Linked DNA regions of Sus scrofa: region 1 is linked to region 2. The links are chromatin contacts, called in public Hi-C maps. All regions are on one chromosome and are shown on one strand. Each heading gives the region's core, a stretch centred on a gene start, on an enhancer-like site or on the middle of the called end of the contact. The rest is flanking DNA. Distances are from core to core; before and after follow the strand shown. Region 1 holds the start of ADHFE1 (hydroxyacid-oxoacid transhydrogenase, mitochondrial). Region 2 holds the start of C4H8orf46.

Region 1 (6,560 bases), core at 1,304-3,803, 60 kb after region 2:
GGCCCTGCCCAAAAGTGGTGGCCCTGCTTCCCCTCAGTCCTGCAGACCTTCCCCAGCCTAAACATAGGCCCAGTGAGGCCATTTCCCAATTTTCCAAGGTTTTTACCTGAAATCTCCCACTTTTTCTAAATGCATACCCTATTTATTTATTTTTTTAAACAACATATGCAGAACAAAGAACCACGCAGTACTGCTCCCCAGGACTTCATCCTCAGCCCTTTTCTTCCAGGTCTACAGTTTGCCAAGGCCTTTGCTTCTAAACTTGTGCTTTCAGCTGCCCTCTATGCACTGGTAAGTTTCCCACTCACTCCTGGAGCTCCAGAACAGGGTATTCAGTTACCTGCTGGGGGCCTTCACCTGGGTGTACCTGAGGCATGTCCAACTCAAAACAGTCATCACCTTCCCCCTAAAGCTTACAGTCTCTGTCTTGGTAAATGCCCCACTGTTTACCCAATGCCCCTGCCAGAAACCTCAACTTCTGTCTCACTAATCAGATACAAAATCCTGCTAACCAACAGCTTAATATTTCTTACGTCCACCACTTGTAGCAGCTGCCTCTCCTTGCTGCCTTTAGCTGGAGCCCTACAATTACCTTTCGTCTTTCCACTGCCACCAGAAAGCCCCAACTTAATTCTAATCACGCCGCACTCCTTTGCATGCAACTATCCCCAAAACGTGTTCTACGTGACACTGATTCTAAGGTATGTGAGTGGTGTTGCTTGATAAAAGTTCTGTGATGATGCAGATTTAGAACACAGAGTCTACATACAGCAAAACTGCCCCGCTCCCCTGCGCAGGAGTTCTCAGAGCTCTTCATGTGCTAACGTTTATCCTGACTCTCCATGGGGTAATGCAGCAGTTGGTTTCCCAAACTTATTTGGCCGTGGGATTCTTTTCCCATGGGGCATTTCAAAGTATGTGTTTCACAGTGAGAACTATTGCTTCAACAGCTTTCCATTGTCTATAGGACACAAAATTCCTTAGTACAGGACTGAGAAGATGAACGGTGAAGCCAGATTACCTGGGTCCAAATTATGTGTGCCATTTACTTAGTGTATGACACTGGGCAAATTATTTTTCTCCATGATATTACTTCATCTATACTATGAGGATAATAACACAGCATGGCATAGGGTTCTTGTAAGGATTAGTTATTATTAATAGTACATGTAAAGTGCCTAGCACCTGGTAAGTGCCCAGTAAACATTAGCTGTTTTCTTTTCTCTTCCTCCCTCCCCTCTTTCCCTTCCTTTCTGTGCTGGCAGCATTTGGAATTTCCTGGGCCAGGGACTGAATCCAAGCCACCCACAGCTGTGGCAATACCAGATCCTTTACCCTACTGCACCACATAGGATCAAACCCTGCAGTCAGACTTTTTTTTTTTTCTTTTTAGGGAGGGTTGCACCCTCGGCATATAGAAATTCCCAGGCTAGGGGTCAGATTGGACCTGGAGCTGCTGGCCTATGCCACAGCCACAGCAATGCAGGATCCCAGCCTCGTCTCCAACCTACACCACAGCTTTTGGCAAGGCCGGATTCTTAACCCACTGAGCAAGGCCAGGGATCAAACCCTTATTCTCTTGGATACTAGTTGGGCTCTTAACCTGCTGCACCACAACAGGAACTCCCTGCAGTCAGATTCTTAACTCACTGGAACTCCTAGCTATTTTCTAATTCATGGTCTTCCCACATCTGTCTTTTCTATCCTCACCTCCTCTTATAAAGGTAGTCCAGACTTTTAACTAGTTTTAGATCCTGGAACTAGGCTTTTGCCTCTGGTGCTGTTCTTCCCTTTGCCTGAAATTCTTCTTTCCTTCCCATCCTTTCCTCCTGTTTATCTCCACCTTTTTTTTCCCCTCATATTTTCCCAGACCGACTTGTGCATCTGCACATTCAACACATTTATCACGTGGCTACTAGTACCTGGCATTTTTGGAGAAGTCAGACGTATCATAATGTTTAACTCCTTGACTGCCTGCACATACCAAGGAGTCAAGCTCCTGGTTATTGCTCTGAACCTTTCCGTGGGGTCCTGCACAGAGTTTCACCCTGTTCCCTCATGCAATTTTCCCTGCCAGATTTTAAACTGCTGCAGTCTTTCGTTTTTTTATCTTCAGCTCCTAGAATAGTTTTTGGCACGATAACATACACCCAGTACGTATGTGTTGGTTGGACACATGCATTTGTCTTGGTCACTGTGCCAGGCTCTCCATTGCCCGCCCTGATCTGAGACCGGGTGCTCTCCTTTCTGGGGCTTACTTTCCCTAACGTAGAACTGGCAGAGTACAAGCGGCCTCACCGCGCAGCGCTGGCTGCTTGGCACAGGGACGGAGCTGTCTAGGCTGGCTCGCCGCGGGCGCGCACTGCGGCAACGCGATCCAAAGTTCCTGAAAATGACTGCGGGAAGAATGCGCTGTCCCCTGCCCGCCTGCCGACCCCGTACTCACGCTGCGCGCTGCAGTTGCCTCAGCAAGTGTGCTACCCGGGCGCGAGCGGCAGCGGCCATGGCTGCACCGTTTCCCTCCTCGGGGCCCCGCCCCCACCGCCGGCCAATCCGTGCCGCTGGCTTCCCCTCCGCCCCCTCGGCCGCGCCCGCCCACCCGCTCCGCTGGGTCTCGCGCCCCCCACAGCAGCCCTCCGGCTCCAGGCCATTCTCCCACGAGGCGGAACTACGACTGCTCCAGCTGCAGGGTCTCACCCTCCGCCTTTGAAATTGCCATGCAGGTAACTGTTTAGGATACTTCCCCAAGTCTCTGTGTAAATCCTCTTTGTCACTAGTCGGAGACCTGGGAAATGTGGAGAAAGAGCATTCTTTTCCACTCTGACTCCTTTAAAATGCTATGTTGCCTTCTGCCCCCTGTCCTAGCAGAAACACTATCGATGGCACAGCTCTTTATCAGAAAGTTATCTTAAGACAGTAACAATTGAACATATTTTTATTAACCCATTATGAAATCTGAATTAATCCTTTCTTTCATAGCAATTTCTACAACTTTGTAAAAAGGGAACAACACTGAAAAAAAGACAAAACGAACTCCCAATTCTAATTTCCTATCAATTGTCAGACCAAAAACCAAGAGTAGAGTGGCTCCCTAGAGCTCTAACAGCAGAAAAAAGCCCCCTCCCCCCATTCTAGATTTACTGTTAATTTTCAGGAGATATTTAGGAAGGTGAGTTACTGAAATCAATTAAGGAAAGAAACCCAGGATAGCTGTAAACATTTCATCTCCTAATTAAACCAGCTCAAGTCAATGTGACAAATGAATCTAAAGATAATAATGTTCCAAGGTTTTTGTGGGTTTCTCTCTTCCCCAAACAGATCCCACTTGAAGCTTTAAAAGAACTGGAGACATAAATGTTGATAAAAATTTAAGTATAAAATTAGGATTAATTAAGATTGCATTATTTAGTGAAGCACAAATTTATCAGCTAGAGCAAATTAATGTTTTCAGTGTTCAAAGAGACACCAGTTGTACACTTTCAATAATATATCAGGTATCAAAAGGAGCATGAGTTTTCCTAATAAAGCGGTCTTGCTAACGTCATAAGTTAGCTGGTGGATATCTTCTAGAAAGTAAATGAAAATAATCTGTAACACGTATCCAGGTCACTGGCTTTACTTAAAACTTACAAAATTTGAAAGCAATATTAGATCCAGACATACCTTTATTAAATGGCCTTTACAACAGTTCTGAAAATGTAACCTTGTAATCTTTTTGTTCCCCCACTTTGATAAATACAGAAGCTTGTTATCAAAACAATGCTAAAAGTCTTTGAAATATGACCTCCCTCACACCACATACAAAGTTTACAAGGAAAAAAAAAGTCTGTTTAAAAACAGAACTCACTCCTAATTTCGACCAAATTCTTTCCCTAATTCGTATAGCCTTAAATACATCCTTTAATCTTCAGCCAAAGTTTTGGTTGTGGGAAATAACATTAATTTGTCCTGTGCAATATTTACATACTATTTTCAGAGGAGGGCAAGGCTGTCCCTTTAACTTCAAGCTCAGTGAAGGCAGGGGCCACATCTTTGGTGTCCCCCTACAGTGCCTAGATGTCAACATTAAGTACAGTTCTTGGTTTACAAACAAGTCCGAGGCTGAAATTTACTTCCTCCTCTTTCCTCCTTGGTGTTGCCCTCCTTTTCTCTTGCCACCCAAGCCCGGCGGCCCGGAATTCATCTTGCTTCCCACGCCCCCTTTCCTCTTCCCTCCCTGGCTGGGTGGGCCACCTTTCCTCTTACCCCCAGGACCCTGTCGGCCTCCCTTTCTTTTGCCCTTCTGGCTCATTTTCCTCCTCTTAGCCGCTTCTTCCTGGTCCTCCTCCCTCATCTGCTTATTGGTGGCTCTGGTCACGTCCAGCTGAGGCTTTTTGCTGTTCATTACTCGCAACATCTCCAACTGGCTCTTCTTCTCAGCTGCAAAGTCCCCAAAAAGGGGTTGAAACTTCCTTTTCTTGCCAGAGCCCCGGGGCGCCTTCTCCTTGGGCAGGCGCTCCTGGAAGCGCCCTACAGAGGCGGTGGAGACCTTGGCCACCTGCATGGCGCGGCCCAGCTCTTCCTTACTCTGATGTCCGGTAGGGTGCATGCCGGCCGCGCTGGGCAGCTGCATCTTGTGCGCGCGGGCCAGGTTACGCAGCCGGTTCAGCTCGTTCTTGGCTACCCGTTCCTTCTTGGCCTGAATACGCTTGGCGAACTGGTCCTCCATGGGGTCGGCATTGCTCGGCACCTCAATCAACCATTCCTTGGTATCATCGCGGGCCCGTTGGTAGCCCCAGCGGCGGCGCCACTGGCCGCTTACCTCGTCCCACACCAGGTTGGTCTTCTTCTTAGGACGGATGCCCTTGAGACGCGCAAACTGCTGCCAGCGTGTAAGAGGGCGCGGCCGGGGCACCGGCTTCTCGCGCGGCAGTCGAGTGGTGGGCTCCGGCAGCCGCGCCACCAGCGTCTCCTCCACGCGCTCGGTGGGCAGCTGCCAGAGCTGGTTGATGAGCAGCTGCGTGTTGTCCCGCGCCAGGGCTCGCAGCTCGGCCTCCTTCGTGGGTCCCGCATGCCGCAGCCCGGTCGGGGGGTTCCGGTCGGAGGCCAGCAGGTTACCCAGGTCGAACTCCAGCTCTAGTTCCTTGTGCACGGTGATGCGCTGCAGCTTTTCCGCCTCGTCCCGCTCCGCCTTTGCCAACAGCTCCTCCACGCTCTGGCCCTCCATGGCTCCGGCTGTTCCGGGGTAACAGTTCCAATCAATTCTCCAGTAGCGCCGGCAAAGGCCAAGGCAACACAGCCACGTGCAGTCGCCCAGACGCTCGTCCCGGAAGAGAAAGCTCCACTTCCGGAGCAGCCGGAAAAGGCTCACAACGCGGGCGACCCGAAGAAGGGCCGGCAGAGGGCGGTGTTGGAGAACAGATGGGGTTAGAGACGGCCCTTGGGCTCCAGCCCGGATGTAGGCGGAGCAGGAGCGAGGAACCCGCGCACTACGAAGTCCAAGGTTTGACTGGCACCGGGGCTTCCACTAGGCAGTGGCGTGAGGGAGGGAGGGGCAGTGAAAATTTTGGGGGCCCCAGAATAAGGGGGTCTCGGAGCGACTGTGTTACACTAAGTTAAGTCAGTTCTCAAGATACTTACTAAGTCAGTTCTTCTTGGGAACAGATAAATTATATTTCACCAGAGCCCATGGGGCCCTGGGTGTGGGCCGACAGAGGTCCTTCCCACGGATGTACTTAAAGCCAAGTGTAGACGAAGACTTGGTTTGCTTTGGAAGCCATAGGCAGCTCTGAGTGGGCACGGCCGTGACCCCATCCCAGCCGCCCGATGCCTGGTCTTCCCCGCCCCGGGCTACATCCTCTCACATCCTCTCCTGGCTAGTGGCTAAAGAGCGACTGGCTCTTCTGTTAGACCGCCTTGGTTACAATCTTGACTGCGCTGGTGTTTGAACTTCAACTGTTTAACTTATTTGGCCCTATTTTAAAACCCGTAAGATGAAAGTACTAATAGTACCTACCTCCTAGGGCCACTATAAAGATAAATGAGTTAATATGCCCCCAAGGGAGCTTACTCTAGGGTCTGGATATCAGTGCTCTGAAGGTGAGCTAAATACCAATTACTGTTTAATCTTCGTAATGGCTTGAGGAGCTGTGGCTGGAAGGGCAATCTTACACAGTGATTAAACACCAGGCTCTTGAATTAAACGACCTAGAATAAGATCCATGTTTATTGTACCTGCTTTGGACGGATTGTTTAATATAAGTCCTATAAGTTAATAAATATGAAGCATTAGTTACTGGCACATAGTAAGCATTCAGTAAGTGTTAGTTACTGTAATTCATCATATTCCACTGATGACAACAGAAGACTCAGAGAGGTAAAATGACGTCTAAGGTTTTACAACTAGGGAAGCTGGGAGCAGGATTTATTTTAACGCTGGCTTTAAGACTACATGAATATTCTCTGCAATGTTTTACAGGCTCTTGATACTTGAAAAGTGTGGTGTGGTGACCTGGGCCTTAGAAATGTAGACTCTTTGGCCTCACCCCAAATGTAAAGATTTAGAACCTTCATTTTTAACA
Region 2 (7,344 bases), core at 1,977-4,476:
TCAGAGCAGCCCTGTGGGGGCGGGTCTCCTCATTAACTCTGTTTTGTAGGTAGGTGCTGAGGATGAGGGTTCACACGGTGGTGGAACGAGGCCTGTGCTTTTAAATGCCAGGCTGCTGAACTTGTGCTCTGGTCTATGTTATTGTCATTGCATGTTGACTAAACAGGAGCATCTGGGAGGGAGTGTATACCAGGGGGATCATAACCCCTGTTAGAGAAAGTCCAACAGCCTCTGTTTCTGCAGGCAGGGACCATGGGAGTGGATGGAGAATTACTGATCTCTTTCATAAGCAGTAACTTAAGACTTAGCACTGAATTCTCCCACTGAGAGCCCTCTGCTTGATGCTCTGGAGAAGGCAGGGTGAGGCAAAATAGGGTGTAGGAAGAGGTGGGCTTCTTCCACGTACAGTCTCAAATGAAACTGCCAATAAATATTCCTTTTCTAGAGAACAGCTTCCAGAGTCTGACCTGTCCGTGAATACTGATGACTCTTTGGTTTAATACCAGGAGGTGGCCATGAATAAAAATGGCAAGAAAGAGACATAGGATTGAATATTTATCTTTGACTAAATATATTCATTGCTCTAAATATGGAATAAAAATAGAAATCACATTGATATATTTAATGACTCTTACTTCATGCCAGGTACTGTTCTAGATGCTTTATATACTTTATCTATATTTCATTCCCCCCACCTCTGACCAATAACCTTGAGAGGTTAAGTTCTAGCTCTGTTTTTTTAACAAGAGTGGCAACTTAGGCCCAGAGAGGTTAAGTGCTTGCCCAAGGTCACACAGCACAGAAGTAGCAGTGGGTCTCTTGACTCCTCTTCTAAGCAAATGAGGGCAAAGGCCTTGTTTTGAATGATTTTCTTCAGGTGAAGTATGACACTGCCCCTGATTTGCGTAATAAGTTTTTAATTTAAAAAGGCCACTCAGCTTTGATGTTTTTCTCCTTCAAGATTTTTTTAGATGGAAAAATTTACAGAAAATAGACATTTTAACATTTTTCATATTTGCTTTCAATTTGTTTTCTTATATAAATGGAATAAGAAAATCAGAGGACAAAGTTTGGTTCCCTTTTTACCCTCCCCAATTCTGCTTCCTTCCCCCTCTCCAAGGCTGGTAATATCACTGACTTTTAAGTCTTTCCAGCCTATGTCTTTTATATTTTCCTCCAGATATATATCCATAAACAATACATAGTAGTTTTGTATTTCCATATTTAATAATGATCACACACATGTAATTTTTAGCCTGCTTTTATTTCTCTCAGCGTTATGCTTTCGAGACCTGCCTGTCCATACACATAGATGTATTTCATCCCTGTTGACTGCTCTGGACTATTACAGAGTCTGACCACACTACATTTTATCCCTTCCCCGCTTCAAGGACATTTAGGTGGTTTTCTGTGTTGTTCTTGGGAACGCAGTGCCCCTGTGAGCCTCCAGGTGTGAGAGTATTTACAGAAGTGGGACTGCTGGGTCAGAGGGTCGGCTTTGACTTTCCAGGCAGTTCCAGAGTCTCCAGAGAGAGTCCCAACTTCAGCACGTGGGCGACTCCCCGCTCTTTTTTGCCTCTCCCTCTAACTGGCAGTAGATGTCTAACGCTTAATTTGTGTTCCGTTGGCTGTCTCTTTGTGGCCAGGCTGTCTCCCTTCCCCCAGCAGTGGCCCTGTCGGTGGCTGACACGGGAAGAAGAAAGGCATCGTTTGAACAGGGGGTCACCAGCAGACCCCCAGCCTTCCGCGTTCAATCTGACAGTGAGACCAGGGTCTAAGTGGCATCCCGAGCTCTACTCAGCAAGACAGGGGTGGCAGGGAGAGTGCAGAGCGCCGGAGAGAGGGCCCAGCTCTGCCGGGGGGGTGGGGGAGTGGGGGTGGGGGGTGGTGGGAGCTGTCCAGGACCCAGACCCCTGGGTTCCGAGCTGTCACCCAGAGCCCTTCCCAGGACTTGACACCATTCACCTCAGAGCACCAGGGCTTGCACAGAGTCACACCCGTGGCAGTGCTGGTTCCAGGTTAACTTTGGGAGCTAGCCCTGGGGTCAGGCCATCACTGGACCACTTCCCTGGACTTGAGCCTGCTGCCGGCAGCCTCCCTCCTCACATTTCAGGGCACAGTTAGACATCATACTTTTGAGTGGGCTGTCTCATTTCAAAAGCCACTTGCTCCCTGGAGGAGAGGAAAGAGTCTATCTAGCTGCCCTGGGAATTTTGTTTTCATCTCTCTTTCCTAAAACAATGGCTTGCTGTCACTTTCAGTCAGCATATTGGGTCAGCAGGATCGAATTAAGTGAAATGGGGAGTATTTTAACTGCCCTCATTTTCCCCGTGATGGATTTTTTTCTCAATGATTGACCTTCATCCATGTGCCTCCTTTTCAGAAACAACAACCACAAACACCATCAAAACAGAGACTATCCGACCTCAGGGACCTGAGGCTTGTAAACCTAGTAAAACAGCACGTGACTGTCTTGACCCTCCTCTGAAGCTGCCACATTAAGGAAAGAGTCAAGGGCAATTTTACTCACCTTTGGAAGGAATCACGGTGGTGAAAACTTCTATATTTTCATCGCTGCAGCTGTAAATCTGATGCATCGTTTCAGCCTTCTCTCCCCAAAGGTGCTGGGGAACCGGAGGCCTCTCTCTAAACCCCTAGTCGCGAGGTTTCCTAATCCAGTCTGACTCAGGGATCATTGTGCTGGTCCACAAAAGACAGGCTGGTGCTGTGAGCTCATCTCATTCCAGAGTCTTCCCTGCAACATTTTCTAATCCCATCTGTCTTTTTTTTTTTTTTTTTTTTTTTATGAATCCTATTATTGCGAACCTTTGATTGAGCGTGGCGGCTTCAGTCCCCTCCCAGCCAGGATGTATTTAACATTTTTATTTTGCCCGTGTCTGCCGCAGTGAATTTGGAAGTCTTTTGTGAAGTGGTGATGAAGTGAGATCGCCTACTCGGTTAGCGTAGCGCCAAGCGTGGCTGGAGGATTTTACCGAAAAGGAAATGTGAATTTTGGTACCCCCTTTCATTTCAGAAATACAGGGGTTTTTTTCTTCCTTCCCCTCCAGAAGAACTGGCTATTCAGTAATCTGTCATGTGCTAATTTGGCTCTCTTCAAAGTTTCTATTTTAAACAAAAGGACTGTTTTTCCAGAGCATTTTTGGCTCACGCCAGAGCATGACAAGGCTGGCATTTCTAGAGAGCTGTGTGTTTAGTATTTCCTTGTAGAAGCCTGCAGGTGCTTGTAGGGGTGTGGTGACAAGCAGTGCCTGACACTAGAAGTGCCCAATTATAGGGAGGTTATATTTTTATTATTCTAAATATCCTAACATATATTATCCTAAATATCCTATTATAGCCTATATATCTTATATTTTATGTACATAAAATGTGTCCTGTGTATATCCTATGTGTATCCTATGTATGTATATCCTGTATATCTTATGTTTTATCCTGTATAGCGTGTGTGTGTGTGTGTATATATATATATACACACTATATATATATACACAAAAAAAATAAGGCATGGTTGAAGCATAGGTGTATTATGTCAAACCCACTGCCTTTCATTTCACCAGTATAGATTTATTTCTCCCTGTTGATAACGATGATGATGCAATGTTAATAATGATAGCTGACATTTATCAAATGCTTGCCAAGAGCTAGGGAGCCCGATAAATAATCTCATTTAATGTCTACAACTACTTGGTGAGACTAGCTATTATTTTTGCCATTTTCTAGGTGAGGAAACTGAGGTATAAAGAGATTAATTTGCCCAAGATTAAAATACCTAGTTCATGGCAGAATCAGAATTTAGTCCCTAACCTGACTCCAAAGCCAGTGTACTTAACCACTAAATTGTACTCCATTCTTCATCTCCAAAGCATCCCCCCTACTTTGAACCTGGGGGGGACCTGAGCCATAATCTCTTAAACTTGGATCTGGTGACCTCTGATATTTCTGTTTTAGACAAACCTGGGGCATTTACTCATCCCGTGGTTGTCAGCATTACCTGCACGTCCCTGAGAGCAGCACAGCCACAGAGTATGGCTCTGGGGAGCCATGTCTGTTCTACTTGAATTTGTCCCCTTGGGCACGTTTTATTGAACCAGGACAACGCATAACCCAGGCTTCTGCCTCCGGGAAACAGAAGTTGGACCTTGGCCTGGGACCAGAGGGAAGGTATTGACTTTCAATATCTGAGGAGGTTCTCAGAACCAGTGGGGGTGGAGCTAATGGGAAGCCAGGGACACAAGTGGAATGCTACTCTGGAAGGGGCCTGAGGCTCGGATGCAAACCCAAGGTCAAGAGTTTTAGTTAGGGGAGGAGAGCAAGTCCTTTTACATTGACCTGTACTTGGTGGGTCTGTGGTTCTGTGTGCACTCAGGGAGGGGCCAGTGGGAGGCATGGGAGGTTGGGGGGTGTAGGGAGTATTGGGAGGGTGAGGGGTGGGTGTGGAGAGATTCAGACAGAGCATAAAAGGTGGGGAGGGGGAGGATTGCCCCCACTTAAGGGTTTCCCATTTTCTGTCTTGTCTCTTGGCCCTGTGGCCTTCCTGTCTCATGGTCAATAAGATAGCTCTGTCTCCATCTGATAGATTTCCTTTTTGCTTAAACTTAAGTAGATTTTGGTCATTTTCAGCTAAAAAGAGTACTGTCTAAAAGGCCTGTCTATAGATTTTGTAACCTCCACAGTGATTCACTTTTTGGATGCTATAAAGTTTAGAGGAGCACCTAGTACAGTAGAAAGCAAGATCCAAAATTATGTTGAAGATGGAGTTCCCATCGTGGCTCACTGGTTAACAAATCCAACTAGGAACCGTGAGGTTGCGGGTTTGATCCCTGGCCTCTCTCAGTGGGTTAAGGATCCGGCCTTGCCATGAGCTGTGGTGTAGGTCGCAGACACGGCTTGGATCTGGTGGTGTTGTGATTGTGGCATAGGCTGGTGGCTAGAGCTCCGATTAGACCCCTAGCCTGAGAACCTCCATATGCCTCAGGTATGGCCCTTTTCTAAAAAGACAAAAAGACAAAAAAAAAAAAAAAAAAAATTATGTTGAAGACATGTTAACAGACTCTAGGTAATAAAATCTGCAAGAAATTTAACAAAACTGAATGAAAATATCTCCCTTTACATTAAAAATTAATTATGGAATTGGGTTGATCTGATTAAGCAGTAATTTATGAAAAAGAAATCTGGGGATTTGGTTAACAAATGCTTAATAAGAGGTAATATTAAAGAGCAGGGGCTAAAAGACGTAGATATGGTTTCAAGGACTTGATACTAAATTGAAATTAAGAACCCTCTGGGACATCCAGAAGCCAATCAGGATTACTTGGATTTAATATCAGGAGGTCCAGGCTGGATTTTTTTCTAAGAAAGCCCAATTTAATCAATTAGAGTATATTGTACTATATCTAAGGATTATACCTGAAACATAGAAATAAATGAGCTTATATAAGGAAACACATGCAGAGAAAAACAATTCTTAAATAACTTCCCTGTTTGAAATATATTTTAAATAATAAAAAAATACCTGCTTATTGTTACACATTCAGAAATTAAAGAAAAATTGAAATCCGCTCCCTCCATTCAGGTCTCAGTTCCTAAAAGCAATTATTGTTTACAGACTAGTGGGTGCATTTTTTTCATGTGTGTGTGTGTGTGTGTGTGTATAGTTTTTTAAAAATAGAAATGGAACTATAATACACATATATGCATGCATGCACTTATTTATGGGGAACATATATAGTTCCCATCCTTTAAGTGTGCAGGAGGCTACTGTGTTATAAGAATTTATCCACTCTTTTCTTTTTTTTGTCTTTTTGCCTTTTCTAGGGCTGCTCCTGCGGCACATGGAGGTTCCCAGGCCAGAGGTCGAATCGAAGCTGCAACCACCAGCCTACACCAGGGCCACAGCAATGTAGGATCCGAGCCGCGTCTGCGACCTACACCACATCTCATGGCAACGCTGGATCCTTAACCCACTGAGCAAGGCCAGGGATCGAACCCGAAACCCCATGGTTCCTAGTCGAATTCTTTAACCACTGCGCCACGACGGGAACTCCCCACTCCTTTCTTGATTGAGCCATAGCTTATATCCATTTTTTAAAATTAGAAACAATGCTGCAAAGAACATCCTTATATCTAACTATATATCTTCTATATATCTTCTAGAAGTGGGAATGTGGGTCATAACATATGCATGCTTAATTTTTTTTTGCCTTTTTTTGCCTTTTTAGGGCCACACCTGGGGCATATGGAGGTTCCCAGGCTAGGGGTTGAATCGGAGCTATAGCTGCTGGCCTACGGCACAGCCACAGCAATGCCAGATCTGAGCCATGTCTGCAACCTACACCACAGCCATGGCAACGCCGGATCCTTAACCCACTGAGCAAGGCCAGGGATCAAACCCACAACCTCATGGTTCCTAGTCGGATTCGTTAACCACTGAGCCGCAAGACGAGCTCCCAGATTAGTATTCTATGTCTGTAAGTATACAGCCTACCTCTGACACCAGGCACTGTCCCCTTGACCCCGTCCTGGTGACGGGCAGAGTCTGTCCTACTCTTGGAGTCCTCTTCCAGGTCATGGGAGGTTACTCCTGAGAGTTCTGCACTGCTGGTGCATGGATGCCCACTTCTATTTTATTTTTTCTTTTAAAAATTATTTTTAGTATAGTTGATTTGCAATGTTCTGTCAATTTCTGCTGTATGACACAGTGACCTAGTCACACACATATACACATTCTTCCCACTTCTCTTTTAAAATTTTTGCTTCTACACTTCCTCAGAGGGCAGTCAGTCAATGTCAGTGGAAAGCTTTCTGTCTTGTATGTGTAGCCACCTGCCTGCCTGGCTATGGGAGGGGCTCAGTGGTGCTACCACTGTGTTTCTCTCTCCAACCTGGGGCCCTGGAGACCCGCCCTGGCAGAGGTGCTGGAAGACGCCCTCTCTGACGACGTTCTATTTAGGCTGGAGCCTAAGCAGTGCTTCTCAGACTTGACTGTGATGGGTTCTCCAAGGGTCTTGTTAAAATGCGGATTCTGATTCCACAGGTCAGGGGTGGGGCCTGAGAGACTGAGTTTCTGAGGAGCTCCTGAGAAGCCCAGGACACACTTTGGGGTTTGAGCAGATCCTTTGCTCAAGGAGAGCAGATGTTCCTGACCTGGATGCGTTAGAATTAGGAGAGCTCAGGTTCTCTGCCAGGCTAGTTAATGTCTCTAGGGCCCAGACTTAGGTATTTATAAACACCCTCTGGTGATTATAATATGCAGCTGGGATTTGGGTGGAGCGAAGTGGCTCTAAGGTTGCCCCCAGACGGCAGCGTCAGCATCACCTGGAAACT

The links. Hi-C and Micro-C count contacts between places; a contact is called where the count stands out from the background.
Region 1: a Hi-C map of epiblast stem cells shows a contact between it and region 2, with 2.2 times the contacts expected there. The contact joins the promoter of ADHFE1 here to the promoter of C4H8orf46 in region 2. A contact is called at or near these places in 2 of 47 Hi-C or Micro-C datasets (embryonic fibroblasts and epiblast stem cells) and 1 of 2 datasets of contacts at active chromatin or transcription factors (alveolar macrophages).

What each region holds. Positions count from the first base shown.
Region 1 is chr4:68,282,883-68,289,442 of Sscrofa11.1, forward strand. ADHFE1 (hydroxyacid-oxoacid transhydrogenase, mitochondrial) reads right to left here and starts at 2,554. Exons shown (of 14, transcript XM_003125603.4): 1 at 2,447-2,554. The coding sequence starts at 2,505. It overlaps RRS1 (ribosome biogenesis regulatory protein homolog), which reads right to left and starts at 5,331. Exons shown (of 1, transcript XM_003125604.4): 1 at 2,921-5,331. The coding sequence starts at 5,206. The coding sequence ends at 4,109. It overlaps LOC110260284 (a long non-coding RNA gene), which reads left to right and starts at 2,607. Exons shown (of 3, transcript XR_002343277.1): 1 at 2,607-2,723.
Region 2 is chr4:68,221,905-68,229,248 of Sscrofa11.1, forward strand. It overlaps C4H8orf46, which reads right to left and starts at 3,227. Exons shown (of 6, transcript XM_003125610.4): 1 at 2,531-3,227. The coding sequence starts at 2,597.